Regions from separate parts of the Mus musculus genome. Here regions 2, 3 and 4 are each linked to region 1. A link is a contact called in public HiChIP or PLAC-seq data. All regions are on one chromosome and are shown on one strand. The core of a region is the stretch at or near the end of the contact, and the rest is flanking DNA. Distances in the headings are between cores, read along the strand shown.

Region 1 (4,328 bases), core at 1,806-4,305:
AGATGAATCCAGGTGCGTTGATGACCTTCCAGTTCAGATTCAGGAGAAAATCCAGGAGCTAGAGATTTGGACTGAATCCTGCTCCATACGTTTAGACAAATTAATTCTGCCCTGGGCTCTGACTGCCCTTTCTGAAACACGAGACAAGAACAGTGAGCTTTGAGGAAAGTCGGAGAGAGTCAGGGTCAGTCTCCTGCTTCTCCCTGATAGCCAGCTGCCCACGCCCTTCCACTCCATGCCCTTCAAGCTCATTTCCTTGTTCTCCAAGAAACTGGGAGAAATGGATATTTTGGGGTTACCTCAAAATGCAGACTCGTATGTGGTTTCGCCCCAGTGACTCTCTGCTCACAGACCTTGGAGGTGTCCTGAGCCTCAGTAGAGCCCCTAAGAGCCATTGATAGTCATCTCATGAGAAGACCGAAGCCAGAACCTCTTTCTGCTTTCAGGCACCCACACCGCACCTATGCGCATGCGCCTTCCTCCCTCCTCCCCGCCCCGCTCCCCACACACCACATGCACGCAAGCACAGAAGCCCTCTTATGAGGATAGACACTCTTCACCTCGCACCCCTAAAATGAGAAAATGTCCCTAGTAGTACTGGAGTAGAGGGATGAGGGGAGCCCAATTTGCCTTGTTCATCTATCCATCCATTCAGCAAACATTTTCCAAAAGCTTCCTACATTCTGGATATTGTTTAAAACTCGGAGATGGGGGTTAAAAGTCCTAAACATTATGGGATGCGGAAGATGCATCAGGGGCAAGGGGATTGAATAAGCTATACAATGTGCTCTCTCTGTAAGTGGAACCCATGTTGTGTGGTCCTTTCATTCCTCAGGAAGTCAATATGGGGGACACTTTCCCATCAGCCAGCCGTCTGCCTGGAATGAACAATAACACTGCTCAATGAAAATGTAACGTAGACCATGCTGCATCTTACCCTAAAGTTTGTAGTATATAGGAAAAAATTATAACAGCTCATAGTAAGTTTAATAATATGTTTTGTTTAATCTAACATATCCTAAATTCATCTTAAACTTATAGTTAGAACAAAAGAAAATTACTAAGGAGACACTCTGTCCCTTTTGTTTGTGCTGGGTCATCTGGATCCTGTGTGCGTGTTGTACTTACAACAGCACTCAGTGAGAAATCCACACAGTGCTCAGTTGCCACAATGTTTGTGTGTGTTGGGGGTGGGGTGGGGTAATTGTACCCTACTGGAAGCAAAAGAGGCACAAAAGAGGCAAAGCTCACCTAGCCTGCTTGGTTCTTCTTCAGAGCCCCAGGTCCTGGACTCTTCTTTTTCCCTTGGGGGTGGGGGGAGGGGTTAGGATATGTATGGAGGTCACAGCCAAACTTGTGAGAGTGGGTTTTTTCCTTCTACCATTTGGGCTCTGGGAACTGAACTCAGGATTGTTCACAAATGCCCTTACCTTCAAAGCCATCTCTTCAGCTCCTAGGTCTATATTCTTGAGCATACTTCTTGCCCATGTCCTCAATCAAAAGACGAGACAGCTCCCATCTACTTTTTCTCTCCCTAAGTCTCTCTTTGCCCTTTTTCTTTTAAGTCAGGCTATCCTGTAACCCAGGATGACTTCAAACTCACTTTATAGCCAAGGTTGATTTTGAACTTCCGATCCTGCTGTCTCAACCTCCCAAGTGCTGGGACTACAGGTCTCTGTTGCCATAACTTCTTTATGTGGTGCTTGAAAGCAAACCCCAGGTTTCATGTGCTGAGCAATCTCTGTACAAGATGAGCTGCATTTCTGTACCACCCTCATCACTCCCCTTTCTCTTCCAGAGACCTGCTCTGCTCCCGGTGAGTCTGATGTGTGACATCAGTCTCTGGGTGCTTATGTGGCCAGATTGCTGCATGTAGGGAGACTAGAACAGACATATGCAGCCCCTGAGAGTGACACTGGAGGAGTGGGAAAGTGGGTCTCAGCCTACCTAGGTCTCAGGCCAGAAAAGACCATCTTCTTGCTTGGACATACCCACCTTTATTATATTAAAACACTGAAAATCCTTCCTGGGCTCAACTTGTGAAATTGGCCCCCTCTTGTCCTTGGCTTTAAGGAGGTGTCTGGGATCCAGAACAGAATGCAGTTGGAGAAAGCACTCCCTAGCCATTCTGCCTTCAGTGTTCTTTCTGCTGACTTGTGTGGCCTTCCTCGGGTCTATCCCTGACCTTGAAGGTCAAGTTCATCTCAAGCAAACACTCTGATATTAAGCACAGAGAAGCCAGGGACATCTCAGGCCTGGAGTTTTCTGCAAGCCATTTGGTGCCACTCCCTGCTCAGACTTCCTCTCCCTAACCCTCCTTTTAGACATCCCCTCAGCCATGCTTGGACAGCCCACAGGCATGAAACTCAGTCCCTTACTTGGCTGTCCCTTTGTCCTCCAAAATATCTCCCTCCTATCCTCCCTGCTCCTCTCTCCTAAATCCCATCTACAAATAGAAAATAATTAATAATAATAATAATAATAATTCTGTGAGAGCAAATACAAATAGTTGGGAGCTATTTGACATGCTGGCTTCAAGACCCTTCTAACAACACCATAAGATAGACACCCCTTCCCCATGTTAGAGGGATGTAAATGAAACTGAAAGCAGTGGAATTATTTGTCCAAGTTTACAGTTCATAAGTACAGAGCCAAGGCCTGCCCGTGTAACTTCAGAGATGCCTGTATCCTATTAAGCAACTTAGGGAAAGTAAAATGAATGGTCCATGCCCACAGGAAATGAAATCTAGGCAAGGAGACAGTGCAGCTGCATGGAAAATTCCTAAGACGGTTTCTATCCAGAAATGTTTTATAACTAGGGAATCTGGAAGAAGAAGAAGAAGGCAGTGTGCATGCGTGGGAGGGGCTGCCTAGCTGCCTCAATAGCTGTGGCAGGCTCCAGGCTCCTGCATCCTGCTCTCCCTGCCTGCTGAGTTAGTGCCCCTGCCCACTTCCTGGCCCCTCCAGTGTGAGTCTCACACAGCTCCTCCAGCCTGATTGACTGCAGCAGAGAGACAACAACCCCTTAACCCCACCCCACCCCCAGCTAGCTTAGCGAGGCAGCATATGCTGCTGTGGAAAGTTGAACAATTGCACTTCTAAATAACAGCTCAACATGGAATAGAAGGGATGTTGCAAGGCAGGAGATGATTAATTGCCAAATGAATCATTGAAATTGTAATTTCAGTGGAATGCATGATTGCTGCAGGCCGGAATTGTAAGGAGAGACCAGGAGGAGACTGAATGGCCCGGCCAGGCAGAGAGGGCTGTTCAGCTGAGGGTCAGGGGTCAGAGAGGTACTCCTGAAAGGTTGTCTGAGACCACAGCATAGAGGCAAGCTTTCACTGTAGTGTCAAGAGCCCCTTGGAGCGAGGACTGCAGACCTGCTTGCCACGGGGATCTCCCCATGATGACCCATCGCACCTGGCCTCCCACCTGCTCTCTGGCTCTGTGGGATGCTGGCTCGCATCCTCCGGCCTCCTCTGACCTACTAGCCTCCTTTGTGCATCAGCTGCTCACGCTACACAGTAGGTAAGAGGCAGATCTCTCATCTATCCCTCGAGTGGAAGGGCATGCTGCTGAGCTGGAATAAGAAATGAAAATTCAGCATGTTCTGTTATGTTGGGGTTCGTTTTTCACAAGAGCTCCAACACCCCTGAGCCAGGTCCCGTTGCCTGAAATGTAGGACAGTGTCATAAGCAGAGGCTACCACTGCAATCTCAGCCTTCCTCCTTACTGGGTGTTGAAATTGTGTGGTCTTCCTTAATTTTCCTAACCTTCCTGAGCCTTAGTTTCCTTATGTGGGAATGTGTGATGTGGAATTGTACTCGAACAGCTCCTGCCTAGGGCAGGCTCCTGGTAACCCAGATCCATAAAGGTGGAGGCTATTGGGCTGGGGAGATAGTTCAGTTAGTAAAGTGCTTGCCATACAAGTCTGAGATTCAATCACTACCACCCATATAAAAATGTGATGTGCAGGGGCACACCTGTCATCCCAGCCTGATGTGGTGGGGCACACCTGTCATCCCAGCCTGATGTGGAGGGGCACACCTGTCATCCCAGCCTGATGTAGTAGGGACACACCTGTCATCCCAGTTCTGGAGATGCAGAGGTAGGAGGATCTTGGGGCTTGCTGGCCAGTCAGTCAAACTGATGTGATGAATTCCAGGTTCAGCGAGAGACCCTATCTCAAAAACTAATATGGGGAGTTATAGAGGAAGACACCTATTCTTAACCACACACACACACACACACACACACACACACACACACACACACACACACACACACACACACACAGAGAGAGAGAGAGAGAGAGAGAGAGAGAG
Region 2 (4,485 bases), core at 916-3,415, 780 kb before region 1:
TTGTGTTTTCCCTCTGACTCCCCAGCTCTGTCAACTCGTCTTTAATATCTGATGGGGAAATGATGAGTTCTGTGACTCTAACATTATTTTCTTAACAACATATATTCACTTGGGCACCATGAGCAACAAGCACTTTGAAATTCAGGACCTATCACTTTCTACTAAGAAACAGAGGGACGTTAGGGGGAAATGAACTGGTAAAATCACTGAGCTTAAAAGGGTGTTTAATTTTAATACTTACTGACCTCTGACCGGTATATTGGGGCAAAGCTCAAGTCACCATTGCCCTTAGTTTTCAGCTTCAAGTGTGGGATGCAGTCTGAGTGGCAGGCTCTGCAGCTGACTATTGTAGCTCTACTGTTTCTTTACCATGTGTGCTGAGTGCCTGCGTGGAGTGCTCCCCACCACGCTGAGTTATTGTGAGGATTCAAGCCTTGAGTCCGTTTCCTACTTAGAGCAGCTGCTGCACAGTGAGGATCCGATCCATGATCGAGGATGAGCACAAAGACAACGTTTCCTCTTTGAATTGCAGTCCACGGGGATCCTTTTTTAAAAACTTGTCTCATGGCATAAAACGGCAATTTCTATGACTAATTGATGTCTCATTTACCAGATGTTATTCAAAAATGAAATGCTCCAGGCATTTCCAGAAATAGGAGTAAGATTTAGGAGGAATGTTTGACAAAAAGATACAGTAACCGATTCTTGAGTTAATGAAAAATCCTTTAGTATGACTATGTCAGATGCAAACTATTGCTTCGGAGACATATACTATGTACCTGGGCATAGGCACATGCAGGCAGTATTATTTTCTGACCTCAAAACACATACTTATTTTTATCTTAGCCAGGAGGCTTTGCTGGGTCTTCAGGCAGAGATAGTTTTCTCTTAGAATACTTCTGGCACTAATGCCATTCAAACATGCATGTGTGTGTGTGTGTGTGTGTGTGTGTGTGTGTGTGTGTGTGTGTGTGTGTGCAGGTATGTGTTTATGTGGGTGTGTACACAGGTATGTGGAGGCTCCAAGACAGCATCTCCCTATCTTTAGAAATGCTGTCCACTTCCTTTGAAACAAGGTCACTCACTAGCCTAGAACTTGCCAATTAGTCAGTCAGTCTGTCTGTCTGTCTATCTGTCTGGCTAGATAGCACAGAGATGCTCCTGCCTTCTCCTCCTCCTCCCAGAGATGGAATTACAAGCATGGGCCACCATGCTTAGTACTCTCACTTGGGTTTGGGGAAATGGACTCAGATCCTTGTACTAACGTGGCCGTCCTTTATCATTGTTCCCTTCCCTCCAGCCTGTATATTGTGATTTATGAGCCTGGGAACTCGGGGTCAGTTCTTTCTCATCCGTAGCTTTACTAGATACACCAGTAGTAGAAGCTAGCTTAACTAGCTTTACTAGTTTAGACAGAGCCCACCTCCATTGTGTGTTTCCTATTCTCCATGGTATTGATACCCTTAGCCTTAGATCTTACTTTTGGATTCACTGTTAAACTTGACTCCTTCATGAGCTCTGTCCCCTGTGACCTTCCTATGGGTAGTTTGGCCTCTTTCACGACACTGATTGCTCATCACCAGTGAGCTAACAGAAAAAGAGGGGCTTTCTTCTTTAACATGGGGCATCCTGAGGATGTCTAAAAGGCTAAGTTCAGCTTCCTATGCTTTCAAAATCTAGAGGTAGTCTCTCTGCTCCCCAAAAGTTTCCTCTGCCTATTAACATTGCTTCCATTGAGAAGAATGACCCAGTACAAAGTTAAATTGAGGTCTAGAGGAAAGATTGGCCAAAGTTTCAATTAAAGAACATTTTGATCAGCTATACTTATCTTCCTTTTTCTTTCCTCAAAGTTCCCAGGGCCAATCGTTTCCTGAGGGTGGCAGATCTGCCCAGCACATCTCTCAGCCTCTGACTTTGTCCAGGAACTTTAAGATTTTCTGAAAGTGACCATACAGTACATGCTACCAAAGTGTATGAGCCAGTACATTCTCCTGAAGATGACCATGAATACCCAGCCAGTTGTCAGCCACCTGATTGTCAGTCTGAATCGCTGTCCATCTCCTAGACGACAAAACAGACCATCTTGATGTGACATACATAATCCCAAACACATGCCATCTACCAAGATGTCACTACATACCTCGCTGCACAGTCAGAAACACGTACTCACCATGGACCCTGATGCCTCCTGCAAAGATACAGCTCATCTCTCTCCCCTGCTGTGGTTATGTCTAACGAGCTCCTTCATGTATAATTACTCTTGAAGCATAGCTTTAAACTTCTCCCAAAACCACAGTGGCATGGTAGAAGGTAGGGCTGCCAACATTTAAAAGAGTCAGGATGTCTGCCTTCTCTTTGCCTTGGGCCATTTTCTTTGTTTGTGGGACATTGTAATGGAAAGGTGAACAGACATTGTTCAGCTCTTGTCTGATGGCTTCTCTGGAATATAAACCAAGAATCCCAGGATTCATTGTGGCGTCAAGACTCCATGACAGAGGCTCCTCACAGAGGCTGCGGGATAAGCTGCAATTGGTTTTGGACTTGGCTAGGCCAGCAGGATTCTTGGGGAGCCTGTCATTGTCACTGGCAACATGCTTGTAATAACTAAGCAAAAATAATGACAGCCCTGGAAATTCTGGGGTTTCCTTCCAGCTTCTTCAAGTCAGTGGTGCTGTTTAGGCGACATATGTCAGAGGCAGAGATATTCATTCTCTTCAAAAATTTTATTCATTTGTTTTTATGTGTATAAGTGTTTTTGCCTGTATGTATGTTTGTGCACCACATGTGTGTCTGGAGCCCACAGAAGCTAGAAGAGGGCATTGGATCCCCTGAACCTGGAATTATGGATGGTTTCTGACCTGCCAAGTAGATGCTGGGCATTAACCCTAGGTCTGGAAGAGCTGAGAGTATTCTGAGCTGCTGAGTCCTCTTTCCAATCCCATGGTCCAGACACTTAAGGATTTTGTTTCTAAATTCTCCTACAGGGTTAGGAGGCTCAGCTCACAAAATCTAGCACACGTACAGTGACTTTTACCACTGATCACAGAGGTGGTGAAAACAGTTGATTTTTTTTGTTTGACATTTAGTGACCTCTAAAATCTGGCTCCAATTTACCATTTCAACAAACTACTTCCTTCTTTTAACTCTGGCTGTGATCAAAATACCTCTTTATTTTCATATAATTTCCCAACATCGTAGTCTTTCTAACAGTGTGCTCCCAGACTCTTCTTTCAGAAGTGTCCGTCTACCAAAGACTTGGCTGTTCTGTCTGGTTTTTCTTTTCTTATTTTATGACTGTTCTTGTGCATTCTGATAGCTTCAACTGCCATTGTTACATCTGTCTGTCTGTCTTCATTCACACATCTCTTCTGAACTTCAATTTCTCTGCAACTTCAGATCCCTAGCATCTCATTGGGTATATTGAGTGTATCACTGGACACGTCCAACTGATTTCCAAGACTTAACTGACTTTCGTCCTGGAGTCTCATCTACTTATAGCTCAAGTGAGTGAGTCCTAAGGGGAAGCCTGGGATTCGCCACGGTATTACTGTCTCCCTTCACACCTGCCTTCTTATCTCAGAAGCCCTCGCTCCAGTTGTTTGGGACCCACATGAAGACCAAGCTGCATATCTGTTACATATGTGTGGAGAGGCCTAGGTCCAGCCTGTGTATGTTCTTTGGTTGGTAGTTCAGGCTCTGAGAGCCCCAAGGGTCAAGGTTAGTTGACTCTGTTGGTCTTCCTGTGGAGTTAATATCCCCGTAGGGGTTGCAATCCTTCCTCCTATTCTTCCATAAGAGTCCCCAAGCTCCATCCACTCTTTGGCTGTGGGTGTATACCTCTGTCTGAGGTAGCTGAAAGCAAGCCTACCTGCAAGTATAACAGTATCAACTAATAGTGTCAAGGATTGGTGCTTGCCCATGAGATGGGACTCAAGTTGGGCAGGTTATTGGGTGGCCATTCCCTCAGTCTCTCCTCCATCCTCAATTCCTGAATTTCTTGTAGTTAGGATAAGTTTTGTGGGTTGGTTGGTGTCCCTATTGCTCCACTGGGGTTCCTGCCTAGAGAGAGGAGGCAGCCTCTTCAATGCAGTGAGTCACAGCCAAGGGTGCCTCCCCAATCCCAGGTCTCTGTCTCTTCCTGGAAATTCTCCCTACCTTCTTCTCAACTCCCCCCCCCCCATCAGTTACATCTGTGAGTGTGTGTGTGTGTGTGTGTGTGTGTGTAGGAGAGAGAGACAGAGAGACAGAGAGACAGAGACAGACAGACAGACACACACTAACACAGAGAGAGAGAGAGAGAAAGAGAGAGAGAGAGGGAGAGAGAGAGAGAGAGAGATGTAAAAGTAGAAGGAAGCCTATAAGAGGGTGAGGAAAGGACTTAAAGGGAGGGGAGAGGAGAAAGAGATAAAATATTATATATTTACTCTTCTACATGACAGGATAAAAATCACAAGGAGATTTATAAGGAGAGTGAGATTCATGAGA
Region 3 (4,457 bases), core at 405-2,904, 650 kb before region 1:
GGGCCTCTTTCCTAGAACGGTGTCATGGGTATAGAAGGGGAGGCAGAATTTCAGAAGAAGGGAGGTACCAGGCCAAGGGAAGACATATCAGACTAAGTGGTTGATAGATCTGAATTTTAGCTCAAAGCTAGGAGAGACCCTTGCAAAACTATCCTACCCATAACTATAGAATGTGAAAATTTAATTAAAAAAAATTACAAAACACAAACAAACCAGACACAGCTGCGTTTAACGCAGCAGTACCTTTCAGTTGCAGGGCTCTTTAGGTGGCGTTGATAAACTTTGTAAAAGGGTTAAGAACAAGATGCACCCGTGTCCATTTAAGACTTGTTCTTGGTCCCCAACAATACTTCAGAATGAAGATTCCCTAAAATTAGCTCCAGGTTCTCTCTCTCTTTCCAATGGTGGATGTAGCATAAAGGCTTTGGCAGGCAGGAGCTTGGAGTGGCTTGGGTGCTGCATTCCTAGCCTTCCTCATTGAGCAGACTGGGCAGAGCAGGCCTGCGGATTCTCATGGCTGGCTGGCTGGTGTTCATTAGGGCAAGCACTAGTCTTTGCTTTGGGTTCCCTTTCAGATAGGCAGGACTGGTGTTGAAAACAACAGCTATCCGGCTATCATTTACTTAACTACTGTTACACAAATCATTCCTACATAGCCCTTCAAAACAGGACCTGCTGTGTTTTCCAATCCACCTTTCTGGGTGGGAAGAAGATCAAGGACCATTTAGAGAGTTGGGAAAGTTCAGGAAAAAAAATGTGTCACACAAACTCTCTAGAGACTCAGAATGGCATACAGATCTCACTCCACCCCTTGGCTCCAGGCCACATTTTCAGTCTGGTAAGTCTTTTAGCCCCATTGAAATTATAGTTTCTTTTAGAATGAGTTTGTTTGTTTGTTTGGTTTTGTTTTGTTTTTAAATCCCAGAGGGTATGATTTTAGGAGCATCTCAAATACTGACTTTGCCCGTTTAGACAATGTCCATCTGGTCCTTTTCAAATGGCTCCTACCTGCAGCTGGTGTCAACTGGAGCTGAGAACTCCACCCCAAACTCCAGAGGAGCCCATGTGTCAGGCCAGGAGCAGAGAGAAGGTGAGAGACCTCTAGGAGGAAAGAATGAAAGCAACTGTGCAAACGGCTTCTTAGAAATAACCCCTTTATCTCACTTCTCTCAGGGGCGGATTCACTCTTCTATGGGAAAGTCCCCTTCCACAGCGGGGCAGCTCCCAAACTTATTTTGAAAACAACAGCACAAAGCGATACAGAAAGTTTTGAAACTCACCTTTGGGTCCGTTGGAAGGCTTCCCGCCGGCGGGACCGCTGGCTCTGTTCCGGTGCTCTGAAGTGACTTGGGCACAAGGGTGAGGTCTGGGTCCCTGCTCCTGCCTCTCCCTCCCACTGCCAGGTCCCGGGAGAGAGGCGGCGCTGCCGGTCAGTGGGTGCCACCAGTGTGATGTGGAGGAAAGCGCCCCCTGCGTCCCTGGCTGAGGTTTCACCGCACCCAGCTCTGCTACTGAGGTCAGGAACGCAACTTCCTGAATCTGACTGGCTGGCTCTGTCTCTCCTCAGCCCAACTCCTACCTTAAACTAGGAGGCACACGCCACAGCACACGCAGCGCGGGTGTCCTTCCTCCGGGTCTCCCGGCCAGTGTCCCCACTCCGCCCCACTGTGACGTTCTTTTGCCCCTCCGCCCCGAGCACGCCTCCTTCAGGACGCCAGAGCCAACTTTGCTCACAGACGCGCCAGTGTTCCCAGAGACGTGGGGTGTAAACTCCCAACCCTGGCCTAAGGAAAAAATAACAGCCCCGTGCTGTGGAATAAAGTCACCTTCCAGGAAAAGGGCTGGGGTGTCTAAAGGGAGAGCAATCCCCGGTGCCTCGTGACAAGGTATCTTTGTGTGTGCGCTCCATGGGAGTTACCTGGAGATGTTAGGAGCGCAGGAGGCAGGGACAACTAACTTCAAAAGTTCTCCCTTTTCATTTTATTTACTCCTTGTGAGCTTATATTCAGATCTCTTGTTTGTCTAACTCCGCCCCCAAATGTAAAGGTGGGGTGGTAGAGAGCTTGCTCAGTGCCTCCAAGGCTTCTGCAGGGAAGTTGGGAAGGTGTGATAGGCAGAAGCGGCTGTGGAGTATCTAGGGGCTTCCCCGGAATGACCTTGAGAGATCTTGCCATGATAAAGACCGGAGGTTCTACTCATTGGATTGTAGGTGTCAGGAGGGTGCGCAGCTGGTGCTTGCTTTCCAGTGGCTGGGCCTGAGCCATAGGGTCCTTCGGCCTTTGGGTGCCTGAATTAAAATGATTGGTGAAGCTAACTGTCACAACCGGGAAACAAGAGAGTTCCGGTTTACTCAAGAGAAGCCAGCTGGCTCTGGGTTGAAAGGCCAAAGAGAAAACCCAGCATTCATCCAGAAATGCCAAGGATAGTTGGTCCTGTAGTCTTCTTCCAAAGGCAGATTAAGTAGAGGTTTTCCCCCAGAAATCCCACAGAGAGAACTCGATCTAGATCTGTTGTTGTTCCTTTGAAACCGAGTCTCACTATATAGCCCCGGCAGGCCTGGAACTCACAATGTAGAAACAGGTTGGCCTCACAGAAATTTGCTGGGTTTAAGGACGTGTTTCACTATGCCCTACATAGATCTAGATTTGAATGATAATAAGAAGAGTGGTCCAAGTGATCTGTTGTGGGGGTGGGGTTGGGGGTGGGAGTAGTACGGTTAAGTGGGTAGGGCAGGGGGACGATCAGGCTCTGAAAGAAGACAGTTTTAGCAAGAGACAGCTATAGATGGATTCCACCAACAATTTAGTGGTGGATGGAAGGCTTCCATTGTGTGTCAAATCTGAAGCAGGGGTCTAGGGTCTAATGGACCAGGGAGCTGGAGGAAGACAGGCTTGGGGAATGACAGGAAACCTTAAGTGCAAACCCGGTGCGGTGATTGGAGACCGAGTCTCCCCCAGGACCTACACCGGACCTGTGTGAGATGTAATTTGCCCCCTTCCCCTGAGGATGGGGAGTAACTTTCTTCTGCAAGGTCATTGCTAATGTATAGTGGAGTTGAGATCTGAGTCTGAGTAGTTCTATCTAGTCCAGCCTATCCCTCATCACCATATCATCATCAGGAGAGAGAGTGGCTTCTATGGACAACTTCTGGGTTAACACCTGCTGAGCAGGGGGGAAGACAGTGGAAAATACTTTCCTGAACAACTTTATGGACAGGCTAGGCTGATGGTCACAATGCTTTCCAGAAACAACAACAACACAGAGAAATGAAGAACCTAAGGCAGTCACCATGAGCTCAGCACTTCAAAAACCAGATGCTTATCTGTAGGGCGGCATCCCAATGTTGTCTTAGTCCACAGGAAGACAGATCCAGAAAAAGTCTAGAACCTATCAAGTAGCAGCGACGTTGTGGCAGTCAAATCAGGGACTTACTAGATGACAAGATGCTTGGTAGGCTGTTATTGAGTTGCCAAGGCTACAGGGTCTATTGATGTTTTAACGTAATGAGTGAGCATCTGGCCAGCAGGTTTTCCTTTGGGGTGAATGACGCATCCCTTATGAGAAAACAAGTTAGAGCACCCACCTACTGTGTCTCCCCTTTGGCGGTGAAGTCTCAACTTATATGAACTCATGAATGGCCCCAGGCAACCACGGTGCTGGTGCAGTCTTTAAAAGCTTTCTTGTTTGAGGTAAGGATCTTTGAAGGTAGTCAAGAGGTGAGTGGACTCTAAGTGGAGTGAAATGGAGCGTTGACACATCTAATTAAGAAACAGAAAGCCCCCAAATAGCAGATTTGTGAACCAGGACTGAAAATTTAAAACCTTTTTGTGGGTGACCACCCCTCACTGGCTTTAGCACCTGAAGAGCTCTGGTTCCATATTAAGAGTGTTAAGGACAAAACCTGTGGGTTCCCTCTCTGCTGGTGTGGGAACTGACAGGGTATTAAACATCACGTTTTAGCCTGTGTTGAAGGTGAAGACTAACTGCACTCATTCTCTCTTTGTGCTGTCCTATTTCTGACAGGTCAATGGCAGTGTTGGCCAGGACGGATTCATCTGTGCAAGCCATCTGTGGGAGACAGTTTCCCATTAGGTCATACACCCTGAGTGCAGAAATCAGAATAGTGTTGTGCGGCAACAACAAAAGGGGGTGGCTTTTTCAGTGTGGGAAATATTTAACAGAGAATATTACGTTATTATCACCTAAAACAGGTGCATTCTTGCCTGCAATGCTCTACGAGGCTCGGGCATGTCCAGCCACTTACCACTGCGACACAATAATGCCGTCTACAACATTTGCACAGAGACTGAAATAAAAACACCTACACCTCTCAGTGTTTTAAGGCAGTTTATGATTTTGTGCTAGTCTGCATGTAGAGCTACCCTTGGCTACATATGGGAGCAGTTCCTGAGTTGGAGAGGCTTGGGAGAAACGAAAGCAGGGGTACCGGAAGAAGG
Region 4 (4,240 bases), core at 1,427-3,926, 710 kb before region 1:
AGCCACAGGTAAAATGAAATCATCTGACGAGTGGCAATGAAGAGCACAGAGCACACAGTGTCTGCCCAGTGACAAGGAATAGTGGGATGTCTGTTTCATCCAACAATTGGTTGGATGGCAGAAAGTCTTGATTTATAAAATAACACAACAGATTGTAACATGGGAGGTCTCCCACCTAAGCAGCCCTGTATGTCTGTGCCTGCTGCTTTTCATCATCACCATTGTACCTGAGCTCAGTTCCCTCAGGCCCACAGCCCAATTTACCACAGTTGTGCTTGTAATTGACCACTGGCAGGATGTCTGTACTGTTTAGTGTGGTCTTTTTTTGAAAGCAAAGCTTGTACAAGGAAGGGACCATTTATCCTAGGGCAGGAGAGAGAAAGAGAGAGAGAGAGAGACAGAGAGAGACAGAGAGAGACAGAGAGAGACAGAGAGAGACAGAGAGAGACAGAGACAGAGAGAGACAGAGAGAGACAGAGACAGAGACAGAGAGAGAGAGACAGAGAGGGAGAGGGAGAGGGAGAGACAGAGAGAGGTAGAAAGAGAGAGAGAGAGCAGAGAGAGAAAAAGAGACACACAGAGAGAAGTAGAGAGATACAGAGATACAGAGAGAGACACACAGAGAGAGGTAGAAAGACAGAGAGAGATGGGGGGAGAGATAGAGAGAAGGAGAGGTGGTGGTGGTGGTGGTTTGTCTCCCTGCACAACCCATGATATAGTGTACAAATATTTATTGAGTACCTACTGTGTGTCAGACATAGATTAACCATCCAGGAATGAACAAATGAGACGAATCTCTGACTTGCTTTCTATATACCCATACAAATGAGCCTTCCTTAAACACTGTCAGTTATAGAATTGCTGAATCCACTCAGTACTGTAACCAGTATCAGTCTCATCCCCCACCCCCCCACCTCACGTTGTTTGCTCCGGCCTCCAGTAGGTAATATATGTAGACTGTACAGAGGTCTCCTCTAAGTCAGGGGCTCCACAAGATAAATAGAGTTCTAAAAACTTCTACTATATATTTCACTTACTGTTTGGGGTTTTTATTTGGTTCAAGAGTCTTCTAACTCTTAAAGATAACCCAGGCTTCTATCAAGCTTTTAAAATCCTTTTATGAAAGTTGTTCTCTGGTCCAGGCTGCAGGCACCTAATTTGATGAACAGGCAGAAGGACTTTGCCCCCAAGGCTACCCAGACAGCCAGGAGGAGGCTGGAAAGAACATCAGGGAACACTTAAAAGTTTCAAATCTTTCCATCTTGGAAGTGTAAGGGCTGCACCAGGGGCTCTTTCCACAGACAGTTCAATGCAAGTTTGATTTTCCCCTCCTGATTTAGTGAGAAATTTCTCCAGGATGATGACAGTGCTGGATTACAGACCCCAACATAGATTTATTTCCTTTTACTATTTTTTTGAGTAGTTCATTGTAGAGCATTTAAATTTTCAAAATTGATTAAAAGCCTCAATCAAAGCCATCTGATCAAGATGTATAAATTATCTGTGTGGGTCAGTATACTTAAATATGACGTAATACAATGGAAATCAACAATTATTAAGATATAATAACAGTTTATTGTTATCTGTTTGTGCCAGACTCTGCTATGGTATGACTTGCTGACCTCACTGAAGACTTCCTCTAAGCTCTGAGGTCATGGGGCCTAGTTATACTTTGACCTGACAGTTCAGAGAAGCTTGGGCTGTGGGCATAGCTCAGTTGGTAGAGTGCTTGCCTAGCATACTCAGAGTACTGAGATTGTTCTCTGGTAGCACTGAAAACTGGACATGATGCTACACAACTGTAATGTTAGCACATGGGAGGCAGGGGCACAGGGATTAGAAGTTCAAGATGGTCTTGGCTATGTATGAGTTCAAAACCAGCCTGCACATACTGGGACATTTTAAAAATACTAAGCAAAACAATAAAACCCCAAGCCCCAAGCATGCTCACTGGAGATAGAGAAATTGGTATTGCACATTTCATTAGAAAGGCAGGCTCAGAATCAATCCCAGCCTTGGTTGAGGATGCTACTTAACACAGTGGATAGACACATAAGGAATGTCAGCACCATGTCCAGCCTAGATTGCACTGTGAGACAAGAAGAAATCCGAGAGCAGGTTGACACAGGCTCCTTACTAGGAAACAAATCTCCCAAGTGTTCAGAAATACTACTGAGGAAATATACCTGGGAGAGCTAGACTCTCAAACTTTCTGACCAACACTGGACTGTGTATCATCCTTGTTTGAGCCACCAAATGGTTGTGTGGATATGGCTAATTTTCTTGGACTTTGCCATCTGTAAAACGGCATTGTTATTTTTTCCCTCAGAATCAACATTCATTAGATGTCCGGTAAATGGTTGCTATGTTAAGCACAAAATAAATGAAGAATGAAGGAAAAAAAAAAACCAATCAACCAAACAGGAAAAAAAAAAACCCCACCCAATCCAAGCGGGGGAAGCTTTAACAAGTGGGCAACAGGGAGAAAAGGAGCTAAGAACAGCGTGCTAATTAGCTGTGTTACTTCTGTGTGCAATGACTTGCTGTGATTTTCCCTAAATTCTTCTTGTCAGTTTATGCCCATTTATGGGACATTTTTGGAGGACATGTACTGTTCCATCTAGCCTTCCCAGAAACGCTGTGGCAGACTTCTCTTCCCCACTCCTCTCTGCTTTACAGTGAGCTGGCTGGGATCAGAAACCAAAATGACTGACTCACTATCCCCCAGGCCAGAAAGTGTCTGTGGCTGACTTGGAGCCTGGAACATTCTCTTCCCATGGGTGTCTTTATTCAGCACCTCCTCAGCCACAGAGCTGTAGTGGTGCTGAAGGGAGTTAATGGTGAGCGGCCACGTGTGACCTCAGCTCGTGTCACTTTTAGAGAAAAATGTAAAGATTCCACAACCATTAGGTTTCCTTCACCAAATTCAAGGCTATAGATAATAGAATTTCATGTTGGGGCTTCTTCCTTTAGATCAGTACAGGGGAAACAGAGGTAGACATACAATTCTAGACTTTGGTAAGTGGTTGCTAATCATCACTGAATGGGCCACAACGACTTTTAGTTTGGTCTCAAGTTCAAGTGGAATAATAGCATTACTCTTTTCAATACTGTGTGCAGGTGTGTTTGGGTTTAGGAAAGTTTTCGAGTTTATCTCATATAAAGGAGTCTGATTTACTCTGAGGGGGAAGTGGCCTTCTTTTCCCGAGTAGAGATCTTTTCGTATACAAAGCAGCTCATCTTTCTGAAACAGAACCAAATCTCTAGTTCTCATTTTTCTTACTCCTCAGCCCAGCCCAGCCTGCTTCCTGCCTCTCTCTAACCCAGCCCTTGCTGAAGTAATTGGGGATTTTCATGTCACTAAATCCCAGGGAGTTTTGATCTTACATCCCTTCACCCCTCATCAGTACTGGGGACTACTGACCATTATTTCTCGGTTATTACACAATGTTTTTTAGTTTCCTTTCTCTGTCCCTAGCTGCTTCTTCTCTCCCTAACGAGATCATCCATGCCTATGAGCGTATTGGAGGTCTCCAAGGATTGATTTCAGTTCTGACTTTCTTTGTATATGGCAGCATCTTTCCTTCCTCCGACCCCCGTACTTTCACTTTGAATCTCACTGGATCCTTGTGTTCATTAGGACAGCATGATTCCACAGCAATGACAGTGACAAGCCACTCTCCCACTCCCATGCTCTAAGAATACACATGCAGTCACTTCTGAGTGCTGTCTCAGCAGTTCAGGTTGCTTCCGATTTGTGGCTAGGCCATCGCAGCATGTAGCATTTACCAATGTGCATGCCAATGGAAGACAGTGTGGAGAACCCCACCTACTCTGGTCCTCCTGCCTTTAGCTTAGGAATAGTCACATGCTTTTTACTTACCTGCAAAAGAAGTTGAAAACCGTCCTGTGTTCTTGGGACAAGGAGAGTGAAGTAGGACTTGGTGAACTCCTGCCATTTCTCCCAGATACACTTCCAACTTAGAGAGCAAGCCTAGGTCTCTCATCAGCACCCTACCCCCCTCTGCTGGTTACATGAAACCCTGCTTCACCAGGAAACCTCAGAAAGAATTAATACTGGACCAGGGATGTTAATCAGTGGTAGAGTACTTGCTTGGCATGCACAAGACCCTACATTTGATTCCCAGCACAGCTAAAAGGAAAGGAGAACAAACAAACTCCCAACTTACACAGTGTCCCCAAGTGAGCTTGATACAGTTGCAAAAGATGTCCCTCTCAG

The links. HiChIP or PLAC-seq counts read pairs in DNA pulled down with a chosen protein or histone mark.
Region 2: a contact with region 1 is called in an H3K27ac HiChIP or PLAC-seq map of embryonic fibroblasts, with 27 times the contacts expected there. The contact joins two enhancer-like sites. A contact is called at or near these places in 2 of 39 promoter capture datasets (embryonic stem cells and hippocampal neurons), 3 of 15 datasets of contacts at CTCF or cohesin (the NIH/3T3 cell line, large pre-B cells and pro-B cells), 100 of 484 Hi-C or Micro-C datasets (the AML12 cell line, B cells, the BV-2 cell line and 58 more) and 7 of 115 datasets of contacts at active chromatin or transcription factors (the NIH/3T3 cell line, astrocytes, craniofacial prominence and 4 more).
Region 3: a contact with region 1 is called in an H3K4me3 HiChIP or PLAC-seq map of stem cell-derived neural progenitor cells, with 24 read pairs. The contact joins the promoter of 4930523C07Rik here to the enhancer-like site in region 1. A contact is called at or near these places in 2 of 39 promoter capture datasets (cranial neural crest and embryonic stem cells), 7 of 484 Hi-C or Micro-C datasets (dorsal root ganglion neurons, embryonic stem cells and granulosa cells), 9 of 115 datasets of contacts at active chromatin or transcription factors (craniofacial prominence, embryonic basal ganglia, embryonic stem cells and 5 more) and 1 of 9 other capture datasets (embryonic stem cells).
Region 4: a CTCF HiChIP or PLAC-seq map of the NIH/3T3 cell line shows a contact between it and region 1, with 6 read pairs. The contact joins two enhancer-like sites. A contact is called at or near these places in 1 of 15 datasets of contacts at CTCF or cohesin (the NIH/3T3 cell line), 2 of 484 Hi-C or Micro-C datasets (bone marrow-derived macrophages and spermatogonia) and 4 of 115 datasets of contacts at active chromatin or transcription factors (the NIH/3T3 cell line, VIP interneurons, embryonic basal ganglia and 1 more).

Annotation. Positions count from the first base shown.
Region 1 is chr1:159,392,003-159,396,330 of GRCm38.p6, reverse strand. No RefSeq gene overlaps it. Among named protein-coding and RNA genes, the nearest start is that of Mir1843b, 54 kb to the right of the region's middle. Within about 2 kb of position 3,055, at least 115 of the 459 cell types and tissues checked have an H3K27ac peak or open chromatin away from gene starts, as enhancers often do. A contact at or near this core is called in the NIH/3T3 cell line, the STO cell line, craniofacial prominence and 4 more, where this site is marked.
Region 2 is chr1:160,173,086-160,177,570 of GRCm38.p6, reverse strand. No RefSeq gene overlaps it. Among named protein-coding and RNA genes, the nearest start is that of Mrps14, 20 kb to the left of the region's middle. Within about 2 kb of position 2,165, at least 10 of the 459 cell types and tissues checked have an H3K27ac peak or open chromatin away from gene starts, as enhancers often do. A contact at or near this core is called in the STO cell line and embryonic fibroblasts, where this site is marked.
Region 3 is chr1:160,041,577-160,046,033 of GRCm38.p6, reverse strand. It overlaps 4930523C07Rik (RIKEN cDNA 4930523C07 gene), which reads right to left and starts at 1,654. Exons shown (of 3, transcript NM_001162896.1): 1 at 1,281-1,654. Gm37294 (predicted gene, 37294) reads left to right here and starts at 1,717. Exons shown (of 2, transcript NR_168324.1): 1 at 1,717-1,886; 2 at 4,024-4,333.
Region 4 is chr1:160,099,632-160,103,871 of GRCm38.p6, reverse strand. All of the region lies in intron 18 of Tnn (tenascin N), which reads left to right. Among named protein-coding and RNA genes, the nearest start is that of 4930562F07Rik, 24 kb to the right of the region's middle. Within about 2 kb of position 2,676, at least 49 of the 459 cell types and tissues checked have an H3K27ac peak or open chromatin away from gene starts, as enhancers often do. A contact at or near this core is called in the NIH/3T3 cell line, where this site is marked.